Linked DNA regions of Sus scrofa: all the other regions are linked to region 2. Evidence: chromatin contacts called from public Hi-C data. All regions are on one chromosome and are shown on one strand. Each heading gives the region's core, a stretch centred on a gene start, on an enhancer-like site or on the middle of the called end of the contact. The rest is flanking DNA. Distances are from core to core; before and after follow the strand shown. Region 1 overlaps SMAD6 (mothers against decapentaplegic homolog 6). Region 2 holds the start of MAP2K1 (mitogen-activated protein kinase kinase 1). Region 3 overlaps LOC102161686 (a long non-coding RNA gene).

Region 1 (3,546 bases), core at 80-2,579, 270 kb before region 2:
CAGTCACTTTCAGGCAGCCAGCCCCGGCCTCCTGGTTCCGAAACGTCCAGCGGGGAGCCCCCAGCTCCGGCCCCCGGCTCCGACATGGGCCTCGGGGGGCCCCCTGCGCGCCGGCGCCTCCCCGCGCCCTGGGCGCCTCGCTGTCCCACCGCGTCCCGGGGCCGCCGCAGGGCTACCGGGCGGACTTCGGGGCGGCTGCAGCCTCCGCCTTCTCGTGGCCTCGGGGCCGGCTCAGCTCTGCTGCCCTCGCTCCCATCCTCGTCGCCGCCGCCGCCGCTGCCGCCGCCTTCCTCCCGGTCGGGGACCACACGACTTCGCCAAAGTCGCCGCACCAGCCCCGAGCGTTTGGACCTGAACATACGATATCCTTTGGCGCCAGGGGTGGGGGGGAGGCGGTCTCCGGTTACCGGGGTTCAGTTCCCTCAGCGAGGCGCCGGCTGCGCGAGCCGCAGCCCCACATGAAGCTCTGCCGCCGGGCGCCGTGCAGACCGCGCACAGCCTGTCGTCGAAGGGGCGCCGCAGGGCTGCAACATGAGGGAGCTCGCCGGGGCGGGACGGCGGGGAACGCGCGCACGCCGAGCCGCAGTCCGCGCCTGACCCGCGGCTACATGGACCCCGGCGGCGGGGCGGCTCAGCAACTCCAGCCCCGGCGCTTTACAGGGACTGCAGGCGGCGCACCGCCAGAAGGACCCCGCATGGGCCGGCAAGCCTTCAAAAGTTGCGCGGCTGGTCCATGAGCACAAAGCGCTCGCGCCGAACCCCCCAAATGTGTCTGGGAAGCCCTGCTTTTAAAACCCAAGAGCTTCACTACATGGGCTTTTCCTGCAGGATCCGAAAGGCAGGCTTGTTGATACCCTCGGCTTCCTTCTTACTCCCTGCAAAAGGGGGGGGGGAGGGAAAGAAAGAAAAAGAAACCCCAAACAAAACCAAAATCCCTGGAATTGCATGCACGAAAGGCCAACTCCGTCTCAGGTCCCGGGCGCTAGATGCACTTGGAGCGAATTTCTCCTGAACGCGGGTGTCAACACATGAGTGGAAACTGTAAAAATCCCAAAGAGCTGCTGGGAATCCTTAATTAAAAATGCAATCCACCGAGGAAGAGGTCGCAGCCCGCCCCACGCTGCGCTGGGACGCCCGGGACGTTGCGGCTGCAGAGGTCGCCCCCCTCCCCCCTCCACAAAAAGTGCCTCCCGGTGGCCCCGCGGTCCCAGCGAGGTCTGGCGAGGCAGCGCCCGGCGGCTCTTTCTCTCGGCTCGGCTCCCTCGCTCGCTCCCCAGATCGGCTCTCTCTCTTTTTTGTTCTCCTCAAACGCACACTGAGGGCCCCCGGAGGAGCGCCGCGGAGTCATTGGCTGCCTCCCATCATATGCCAGTCTAGACACTTTGGCGGCTCCGCGGCGCTGATTGTTGCGCAAACAAGGTTTCAAGTTTCTTAACTCTTAAAGGAGAACACGTCCCTTTGCAGGGCCGGAGGCTCTGAGGGGCCGGCTCCCAGGGCGGGCCGAGCCCTGGCCCCCGCCCCGAGCTCGCCCCCGCGCCCCCCTCCGGCCCCGGTCCTGACAGCGCCCACGGCCAGCTCTCTGGCTCGCGTGCGCCTCGGGCACGCATGCGAGCGAACAACACACACACACATACACACGGTTACACAAACCACTGCGGGCGGTGCGAGGGCTCGGCGAACCCACAGAGACTTGGATGCAAACGGGGCGCTTTGCCTTTCCTCGGCTTGTGCACAAACTTATACATTGCACTTTAGAGTTGTTACATACCCCCAGCCCAGAGAAGGCTTATAAAAATGGGTGTGCGTGTGTGCGTTCGTGGCTTGCATCTCTTGGGGTGCAAAGGGGGCTGCTGATTTGTGCAATAGCGGGATCTTCCGTGAGAGGACGCGGTTTACACACCCCCTGCGCAGTCAGGGGTTTTCCGCTGGGCCGACCGCGGAGCGTGGGACGCCTCCCGCATGGGGGCTCCAGGCTTGCAGGAACAGGGAGTTAGAGAGGGTGGGGTAGAGGCAGGAGATGTCTTCTCTCGGCTCTTCTTAGTCGCCAAGTCTCTTCCTCAGAGCTAGGCGGGCCTCCAGTGTCCCGGGCCCCCTCGAGGCTGAGTGATTCTTCCACCCCTTTCCCTTCCCCAGTTTATTCTCTGCACAGCGAAGAGGAATATAGGTAGTAGGGCTCGTGATTTCCCCAACAACGTTTCACCATGGGAATGGGGGTGGGTTGGGGGAACCGCTTCCCCCCCCCCCCCCCGATCCAGGATGAGCCGGTGGGGGCGCAGCAGCAGGCCTCCCGGCGCGGGAAGGGTTAAGGCCGCTCTTGCCCCTGGAGCCGGCGCGGCGGGGTACCTCCTCGGGCGCGCTAGCTCGTCCGAGGGTGGCAAAAGTTCAAGCTTGTAAAGTCGGGATTGGCCCCGAGCGGAGGGAAAAAAGACCTGGTTCCCCCTCCCCCCTCGGGCGCGGCGCCGATTGGCCGGGCCACGGGGCGGGCACCGCCCTCTCCCTGGCGCAAGTCGGCCCCGCCCCGGGCCTGGCGCCCCGCCCCTTTCCGGGCAAGAGCCCGGCCCTGCTCTGAATGAAAGAAATTCCGCTACTCTCATTGGCCCGGGGCTGGGCGCCATTCCCCAGCGAGGGCAGAGGGGGCGCCTGCGCGCGCGCCTCCCTCGGGGGTTCCCACGTGTGGGGCTGGCCTTGTGAGCGTGCGGTGGTGTGAGTCCCCGAGTGGGCCCGAGTTGTGTGTGCCCTGGGGGAAGGGCGGTGTTTGTAGGAAGGACTCAGAACCTTTTGCCGAACTTCACCTGGAGCCAGGCACTGTTCGCTCCGCACCCTCTGGGAGAGGCGGTTACTCTGGAGAACTGAGGGCAGGACTTAGAATCTTCCCCACCCTCATCCCCTTCTACTTCGGCCTAATGAAAACAGCTGTCTTGACCTCAGTTTCTTGTTTGATAAATGGGGTTGTTGATGCCTGCCCTGCTTTCTTCACAGAACCATGAAGATTCTACAAGACAGTGCATTTTAAGTTCACAAATCGCAAGTAAACAGGGTGAATTTTCACAAGTGAACAAAACACCTGTGTAAGCAACACCTAAAGGACAACTAAAGAATAAAGGATCTTGTACCCCCTTTTCGATCACTTCTTGCCCCTGGGGAAATTAATGTAAGGAGAAACTCAATGTAATGTAGTTTTTTAATAGCTTGTTTTAATTAGGGTATCTGCTGGTTTGACCATGGATTGCAATAACTTGTGTTTACTATGGGCAAGGCCATGTTTCAAGCATTACAAAGATTTTAGTCATTCTCACAACAACACTGATACTCTTATTTCCATTTTATAAATGAGGAAACTGAGGAATAGGAACTTGCTCACTTAATTTGCCATTGAAAAGAAGATAGTCTTGAAAGTACTGAAATGCTAAAACCAGAGAGGTATAAACCATTGTGCACCCTCCCCCAACAGCTAGAAAGTGGGGTGGGTCTGTGTTGCCAGAGCACACCCTTCAGGACAGTGTTTTTCAAAATGTCCACTGGACGTGCTGAATCTGTTGTGGAGTG
Region 2 (3,933 bases), core at 295-2,794:
GAGACAAAGGAAGGTTACAGAAATCACCAAAGGGCAGAAGGTTCAGGCCTAATCTATTCATTTTATTAGTTAGCTTTCTCAGTCTTCAGTCTGCAGGTAAGAGATTAAGAACTAAATCTTTTCTGGTATTTCTCCAGCTCACCAAGTCTTTCTTCCTCATACAATCCTGTCCCTTACCCAGGACGAAAAGCAGATGTAGGAACTTGGAAACAGCAATGAAACAGTTTCATCACTGTCTAATGAAATAAAGTGCTGGTTTGTGGGCAACACTGGAAGCTGCAGAAATGGAGCACCTTATGTGTGATTTCCAAGGCCAAGGTGTCAGGCCTCAGGTCAGAAATTTAGGGATCATGGTCAAATAAAAAACCCCAGGAGACACTAATGAAAAGCGATTTGATGAATGAGTGAATGAATGGTCAGAAGAAGAAAAAGAAAAGCCGCTCCCTTAGAGACAAGAGGGTTTCCAGGAAGGCCAAGGAATGGGAGCCCCCAAAGTCGACAAGGGAGAAGCCACGGGAATATCAGTGTACACACGCCCCCCCCCCCCCCCGGGCCAGGCGGTAGCCGCAGCGAGGCAATCCTAGGCCACAGGTGTCAGGTAAGAAGGTGAGGGCTGCTAGCCGGTCCCAACTCCACACTCTACAAACTGAGCTGGTCTCAAAGACGCAGATGTGATCTTAATTACTCCAAGACATCTGCTCCCTTCTCCTCGTTACAGGCCAAAATCCCGGAGGATCTGGGGAAAACAGCTGGGGACGGGCGGGCAATGAACCAGTTTTTAATCTTTAAGGGAGAAGAGGAAAATGATCAGAAGTCAGGGATGACTGAAAGGGTCGGGAAAGGGGTGGGGATGGGCGGGGGGGGGGGGAGATCGACACTCCTTGGGTCCACTGACCGGTCTGAATCAGGAGCACAATCAGTGCTTAGTCACCTCGGCGGCGGGGAGTTCCTCGAGCCCGACAGCCCGAGACGTACGTGACGACTCGAGAGGAGCCCCGCGCGCCGCACGCACCCGACTCCGCTCTTGCGCCCCGGCCCGGGCCACCTCAGCACCCCCAGACTTACTCCGCCGAGCTGGTCCCGTTAACCGCGGAGCCGTCGGGGGCCGGGTTCAGCTGGATGGGCGTCGGCTTCTTCTTGGGCATTTTGGACCGAGCGAAAGCGCTTCCAACTCCGCGGGGAGGGCGGCCCCTCTTGTTTCCTCCCTCTGAGCTGCCCGGCGCCCGGCGCGCGGGACCAAGTCAGGGCCACCGGCCCGGGGCTGCCTTCGGGGGGCGCGCTCCGCGCGGTCCTGTCGGCACCGAGGGGGCCGGTGGCGGTCTCGGGAGACCCCCCGCCTTACTCTCTTGGTGCACAGCAAACCGAAGGGCTTCCCCGCCGGCGCAGCTCCGCAGCCCGGGATTCCCTCCGACTCTACTGCAGTCAACCGGTCCCTCCCGCTCGAGGGGCGCCGCGGCGCGCGCACTACAGCCTTGTCCAGCTACAGCCGGGGAAAGTGCGCCGCCGCTACCGCCGCGTTCCAAGCGGGTCCGCGCAGCCGTCCCAGAGAGGGACTGGAGGGCGGGGGAGGGGCGGGGAAGGGGGAAGCCTCACCTCCCCACCCAGGAGGCTGCGTTTTCCACACACCCACTCGGCTCCGCCCCTATTACCTAGCCGACAGCCAATAGGAGCACTCCTCGGCAGCAGATGACGCGGAAATACGTCACGGGGGCGCGGCGCGTTAACCTGGGGGAGGGGTCCGGTGGTGGTTCAGCCGCGCCCTCTGCTGCCCAGAGGCACGCAGGTGGACCCATGGAGAAAAGAGGTCGTGAATCCTGGTTCCCACAGCTAGCAGAGAGGGGAGCTTGACCTGGTTGGTAGCGACACAGTCTCCTGCTCTGCGGTGATTATAGACCCCAGGCCGAGTCACGTTGACAGAGCTGAAGTAATAAAATGAATAAAGGAAAAGACCCGATTTTTGTTTCTAGAGGCAGCGTCGGAAATAGTCAATTTGTCTAGAGACTCCTTGCGCACAACAAACTGGCAAATAGATATACAGATACATATAAAACGGTAATACTACTAATCTGTTAACGAAGGTACAGGGAGATGGGTATTCAGTGGTGATGAGACTGTAAATTGGGGCAACCTTTTCTGAGAGCATGTTGGGAATATATTTTTAAAGTTTTAAAAACAAAAAAAGCTTTTTCAACCAAGATTTCCAGTTCTATAAAACTGAGGAAATAAGATATCAATAAAAAGCTTAAGATCAAAGGTGATTCAAATGACTGAAAGTACACATTGAATCCATCTCTTCCCCTTCGCCTTTCCTAAAGTTCTAAAAGCATTAGGTGTGCAAAACAATGCAAGCATCTGCACCTAGTGGCTCAGAGAAGCGTGTCAGCTGTTTGCAGTATATAGAGAATAAGGTTTCCTTTTCATTTTGTAGACTATTTGAAGTTTTATTATTGTTATTATTATTATATATAGCATATTCAATTTTAAACATTTTAAAAAATTGTTAAGATTAATATGAGAATGTAGGAGTTCCCTCTGTGACACAGTGGGTTAAGAAGCTGGATTTGATCCCCCGCCTGGTGCAGTGGGTTAAAGGATCCAGTGTTGCCACAGCTGTTTCATAGGTTAAAGGTGCAGCTCAAATTCAATCCCTGGCCAGAGAACTTCCATATGCCACCAGTGCAGCCATTTAAAAGATAAAAAAAAAAAAAAAAAGATGAGAATGTAAAATAGTGCAGATAATTGGAAAAATAGTCTGGCAGATCCTCAAACAGTTAAATATAGTTACAGCATGCCCCAGCAGTTCCACTCCTATGTGCTCAAGAGAAATGAAAAAATATATATCCATACAAAATTTGTACACAACTGTTTATGCAAACGTTATGGCAGCCTTAGTTATAACAGCCAAAAAGTGGAAACAGCCTTAGTTATAACAGCCAAAAAGTGGAAACAGCCCTTTCTTTCTTTCTTTCTTTCTTTCTTTCTTTCTTTCTTTTTTTTCTTTGTCTTTGCTTGCGGCATATGGAAGTTCCCATTCCCAGTTCCCAGGCCAGGGATCGAACCTGAGCTACAGCAGTGACCCAAGCAGCTGCAGTGACAATGCCAGATCTTTAACCCGCTGTGGCACAAGGGAAATCCTAGCAAAGGTTTCTTAAACAAGACACACACATTAAAAAACCCCACAAGTCGTAAAGGAAAAATATGATAAATTGGACTACATTACTGTTAATTACTTTCAACCTTCAAAAAGTGTAAAAAAGGGAGTTCCCGTCGTGGCACAGTGGTTAACGAATCCGACTAGGAACGATGAGGTTGTGGGTTCGGTCCCTGCCCTTGCTCAGGGGGTTAATGGTCCGGTATTGCCGTGAGCTGTGGTGTAGGTTGCAGATGCGGCTCGGATCCCGCGTTGCTGTGGCTCTGGCGTAGGCTGGCGGCTACAGCTCCAATTCCACCCCTAGCCTCGGAACCTCCATATGCCGCGGGAGCGGCCCAAAGAAATAGCAAAAAGACAAAAAAAAAAAAAAAGTGTAAAAAAGAGTTCCCTGGTGGTGCAGTGTTAAGGATCTGGTGTTGTCACTACTGTGCCTCGGGTCACTGCTGTGGCACAGGTTCAGGCCCTCTCCAGGCAAGTTCCACATGCCACTGATGTGACCAAAAAGAAAAAAAAAAGATAAAAAGGAGAGGAGACATTTGCAACACATATATTGGAAAAAGAAATCATATCTATAATATATGAAGAACTCCTACATGGGAGTTCCCATCGTGGCTCAGTGGCTAATGAATCCGACTAGGAACCATGAGGTTGCGGGTTCGATCCCTGGCCTTGCTCAGTGAATTAAGGATCTGGTGTTGCCGTGAGCTGTGGTGTAGGTCGCAGACTCAGCTTGGATCTGGCATTGCTGTGGCTCTGGCATAGACTGGCGGCTACACCTCCAA
Region 3 (3,762 bases), core at 870-3,369, 410 kb before region 2:
TGTGTCTCTCTGTACAATGGAAATACAACTCACTCAGCAACTTAAAAAAAAAAAAAAAAAAAAAAAAAAGGAACCAATTAGGAATCCATAGAATAACACAAAGGACCCTTGACAGCATTTATGTTGAATAAAATAAAAGAAGCCAGATTCAAACAGTTACCTGTTGTAGGATTGCTTTTACATGGCATTCTGGGAAAGGTAAGGCTATGGAGACAGTAAAGGATCAGAGGTTGTCAGGCACTAGGAGAGGGAGGAGGTGTTGATTACAAAGGAGCAGGAAGGAAATACTGACAGAAATATTCAAAATCTTAATTATGCTGGTGTTTACCACTAAACATTTGTCAAACCTCACACTCCAAAAAGGGGTGAATTTGGGAGTTCCCGTCGTGGCGCAACAGTTAACGAACCCGACACGTATTCATGAGGACACGGGTTCGATCCCTGGCCTTGCTCAGCGGATTAAGGATCTGCCGTTGCCGTGAGCTGTGGTGTAGGCCAGCAGGTGCAGCTCCAATTTTACCCCTAGCCTGGGAACCTCCATGTGCCACGGGTGTGGTCCCAAAAAGACCAAAAAAAGGGGGGGGGGTGAATCTACAGTATGTAAATTACACCTCAATAAACTCTCCCCCAAACAAACAGAAACCTGGCCCTTGGCAGATGATCAATTAAATGTTGAAGGAAGAGAACCAAGCAAGAGGAGAAGGTGAGAGGGTGGCAATGCTCCTGCTTGAGATGGAGGTTGGGAGGGGAGACGTGGGCGCCCAGAGTGGGGGTGACCAGGGGCAGCAGGACATTCAGGCTGGAGTCCCAGGGCCCACGGGGCCTTTAACATTAGCTGGCCTTTTTCCTCCTCCCCTCTCCTGCCCCTGCCCCTCCCCCTCGGTAAATGCCCCATCCCCCACTTCCACCCACATGTGCTCACTCTGGAAGGGTTCAGTCTCACTGTGGCCCAAGTTCATGTTCCTCTGGCTTCTGAGACCCGCCTGTGTGTGCAGAGAGAGCCTGAGGCTGGCCGCCCACCAGCTCTTTCCTGCCCTTCCCAGGTCCTGCCTGGGCCTCAGGACACACAGGCTCCCACCCTGCTGCTTCGGGCAGGGAAAGCCACCCCTGTGGGCAGAGTCCAGAGTCACCTCTCCCCCTCACTGCCGGAATCATTGCTCTGTGGCCTCAACCCAATGTGTGGGGACCCTGGGGGAGACTCCGTCCTTTCCCTGGAAGACCATTAGTCTAATCAGATCTTGATACCAGAAAGATGATACCGGAATCCGGGTTCTTGTTCACGGGGTTGAAGAATGAACTCCGCGGACACACAGGCAGCAAGCAAGCAAGCAAAGTTTTAATTAAAGAAAAGGAGATGGCTCCCAGGGTTACTGGGAGGGGGGAGAAGAGTCCCCCTTTCTCTATTGTCCTATAGGGGGTTTTAATTCCTTAAAGTTGGGGGGGGGTACCAAGGTGGAGTCCAGAGAGATGCGGTCTTCTCCCATTAGCCTTATTCAGTTACCCATATCAGTCTTTGTCCAATAGGGTCCTAGGGGTGGAAATGTCTAAAAGTGTCATAGTTTCTTTGTCCTTTTCATCCGGTAAACGGAGTCACAGGGGATCAGGGATTAATGTCCATCTGGGTGTAGGTACACTCCCTATAGTAAACACGGCCGGTGGGGATGTTACTCCCTGGAGCCCTTACGCCACGCATGTTCATCAATGGCCATATCAAAGAGGGCATCGAGGCCCATGCTCCTACACTGACTACCTGAGTTAATATTCTGCCTCAATCTCACCCCAAAGAGTTCTCTAGTGAGTCTAGGTGGAAACCCAGACTCACTTTGGTGGTTCTCAAGCTTGACAGCCTCCCCAGGGTGTGGAGCCCAGGCAACATCCTAGTTTCTCGCAGGCAGAGTTACAGAGGCAAACATGTTTTAACTACTGCTGAATATGGGCAGCAAGGAGGGACAAGGTGAGTCCAAACTTGTGAAGCAAAGCCCCAGATGCAGTAACCCGTGGGAGGTAGCGACTTAAAAGGAGAAGGAAAACTTGCCAGAAAAAGACTTTCTAAATGACCCAGCGGGGTGAGTCCATGTCATTGAAAGGCTGTAGGGGGCGCTGGATGCACATAAGCATCTGTGGGCAGCTCAGAGGAGCTATTCCAGTCTTGGGGAGGTTTCAGGATGTTTCAAAATCCAGTCTCCCCTGAGGCATGTGTGGCACTTCACCTATAAAAGCCAGTCATGGTAACTGCCTCCCACAATTATTAGAAAGATCAAGGGTGATTACGTAGGCGAAACTAAGAAGAGTTATTTGGGAAAAAAGGGTGCCTGGAGCCAGGACAACCAGATGGCAAGGGGTCATTAGACACATTACTGTCCTGAACCAGCCCTTGCCATGCAGGGGAAGGAGCATCTGGGGTCAGAGAACTGTGGTCTCAATCCTGTCTCTATCACTGTGGGGCTGTGTGACTTTAGGCGGACCACTGCTCCTCTCTGGGCATCAGTTTCCACATCTGTAAAATGGGCATAACACCTTCCTCAGTTGCTGTGAGAATTCAATGAGAAACGTGTTGGTGCATCCATGCTCCTGGAGTCCACCCGCGGGAGGGCTCAGTGAATGAAAATGAACGGAATAGGAAGGTGTATCAGCCTCCCAGTGTCAGCGTGAGGAGGCTGGGAGGAGCACCAGGCTTGGAGGTTCTGAGGTGACAGAGTGGCTGGAATCTGAACTTCACTGGTGGAACTGGGCCTTCTGAGGAGGACCCTGCCCAGGGTGGGGCCTCAAAAACCATGGGAGCACCTGTGCCCCTGTGCTGAGTATTTGGCCTTGGATCCACATCCTGGTCATGCTGCCTACAGATTAGGGGATACTAGTCAAGTGTCTTTACTTTTCTGTACCTCAGTCATCTCTTCTGTAAAGTGGGGCCATTATGCCTGCATCACAGGGTGCAATGTGCGTGGCTGGGTCCAAAGTTAGCATGTTCCCAGCAGCCTCTCTCCAAGTCCAGCTTTGCCCTCAACTCCTCCATCCCAGGGACTATAGGGGAGCAGATGTGAAAGGCCAAAGAGAAAATAGAGGCCCTGCCTGACCAGGCCCAGAGAGGGGAAGGAGCCCATGCAAAGTCTCCCAGGAAATTAGAGATAGAGCCAGGCTGCTTCCTGGAGGGGGTGGCCTTCTGAAGGCTAAGAGCTTCCCTGAACTTATTAGGGTTGTGATGTCTGAATCCATGTCCCAGGCCCTCACTCTGTGACTTCCCAGGGCTTCCCTCACATTCACCAGGGAACCTGCATTTCCTGAGCACGGGGAGTGAGTATCTGTGTGGGCCTAGGGAACCTCAGCTGCAGACACTGTACAGTCCTGTTATCAAGAGACCAGAAAGAGAGGAGTTCCCATTGTGGCTCAGTGGGTAATGAACCTGACTAGCATCCACAAGGACACAAGTTCGATCCCTGGCCTTGCTCAGCGGGTTGGGGATCCGGCGTTGCCGTGAGCTGTGGTGTAGGTCACAGACGTGGCTCGGATCCAGCATTGCTGTGATGGTGGCGTAAGCCAGCAGCTACACCTCCAATTAGACTCCTAGGCTGGAAACCTCCATATGCCACAGGATCAGCCCTAGAAAACAAATTTAAAAAAAGAGAGAGAGAGAAAGAGAGAGACCAGAAAGAGCGACTTTGGGCAGGAGCTTCCAGTGGGGAGTCCACACCTATGTCCCAAGACCAAGTTCTGAGGAGCATCACGCTAGGAGTGCCTGCAGACAGGAGGGTGGAGACAGGAGAC

What was found. Hi-C and Micro-C count contacts between places; a contact is called where the count stands out from the background.
Region 1: a Hi-C map of skeletal muscle shows a contact between it and region 2, with 4 times the contacts expected there. The contact joins the enhancer-like site here to the promoter of MAP2K1 in region 2. A contact is called at or near these places in 10 of 47 Hi-C or Micro-C datasets (alveolar macrophages, brain, embryonic fibroblasts and 7 more) and 1 of 2 datasets of contacts at active chromatin or transcription factors (alveolar macrophages).
Region 3: a Hi-C map of omental adipose tissue shows a contact between it and region 2, with 2.2 times the contacts expected there. The contact joins the enhancer-like site here to the promoter of MAP2K1 in region 2. A contact is called at or near these places in 9 of 47 Hi-C or Micro-C datasets (alveolar macrophages, embryonic fibroblasts, fetal heart ventricle and 6 more) and 1 of 2 datasets of contacts at active chromatin or transcription factors (alveolar macrophages).

The regions. Positions count from the first base shown.
Region 1 is chr1:164,653,899-164,657,444 of Sscrofa11.1, reverse strand. SMAD6 (mothers against decapentaplegic homolog 6) reads right to left here. Exons shown (of 4, transcript XM_003480446.4): 1 at 1-3,546. The coding sequence starts at 359. Among named protein-coding and RNA genes, the nearest start is that of SMAD6, 3.1 kb to the right of the region's middle. Within about 2 kb of position 1,329, at least 61 of the 83 cell types and tissues checked have an H3K27ac peak or open chromatin away from gene starts, as enhancers often do. A contact at or near this core is called in alveolar macrophages, embryonic fibroblasts, omental adipose tissue and 2 more, where this site is marked.
Region 2 is chr1:164,379,503-164,383,435 of Sscrofa11.1, reverse strand. MAP2K1 (mitogen-activated protein kinase kinase 1) reads right to left here and starts at 1,544. Exons shown (of 10, transcript NM_001143716.1): 1 at 1,066-1,544. The coding sequence starts at 1,145.
Region 3 is chr1:164,792,883-164,796,644 of Sscrofa11.1, reverse strand. The region is part of intron 3 of LOC102161686 (a long non-coding RNA gene); the gene reads right to left. Among named protein-coding and RNA genes, the nearest start is that of SMAD6, 140 kb to the right of the region's middle. Within about 2 kb of position 2,119, at least 5 of the 83 cell types and tissues checked have an H3K27ac peak or open chromatin away from gene starts, as enhancers often do. A contact at or near this core is called in omental adipose tissue, where this site is marked.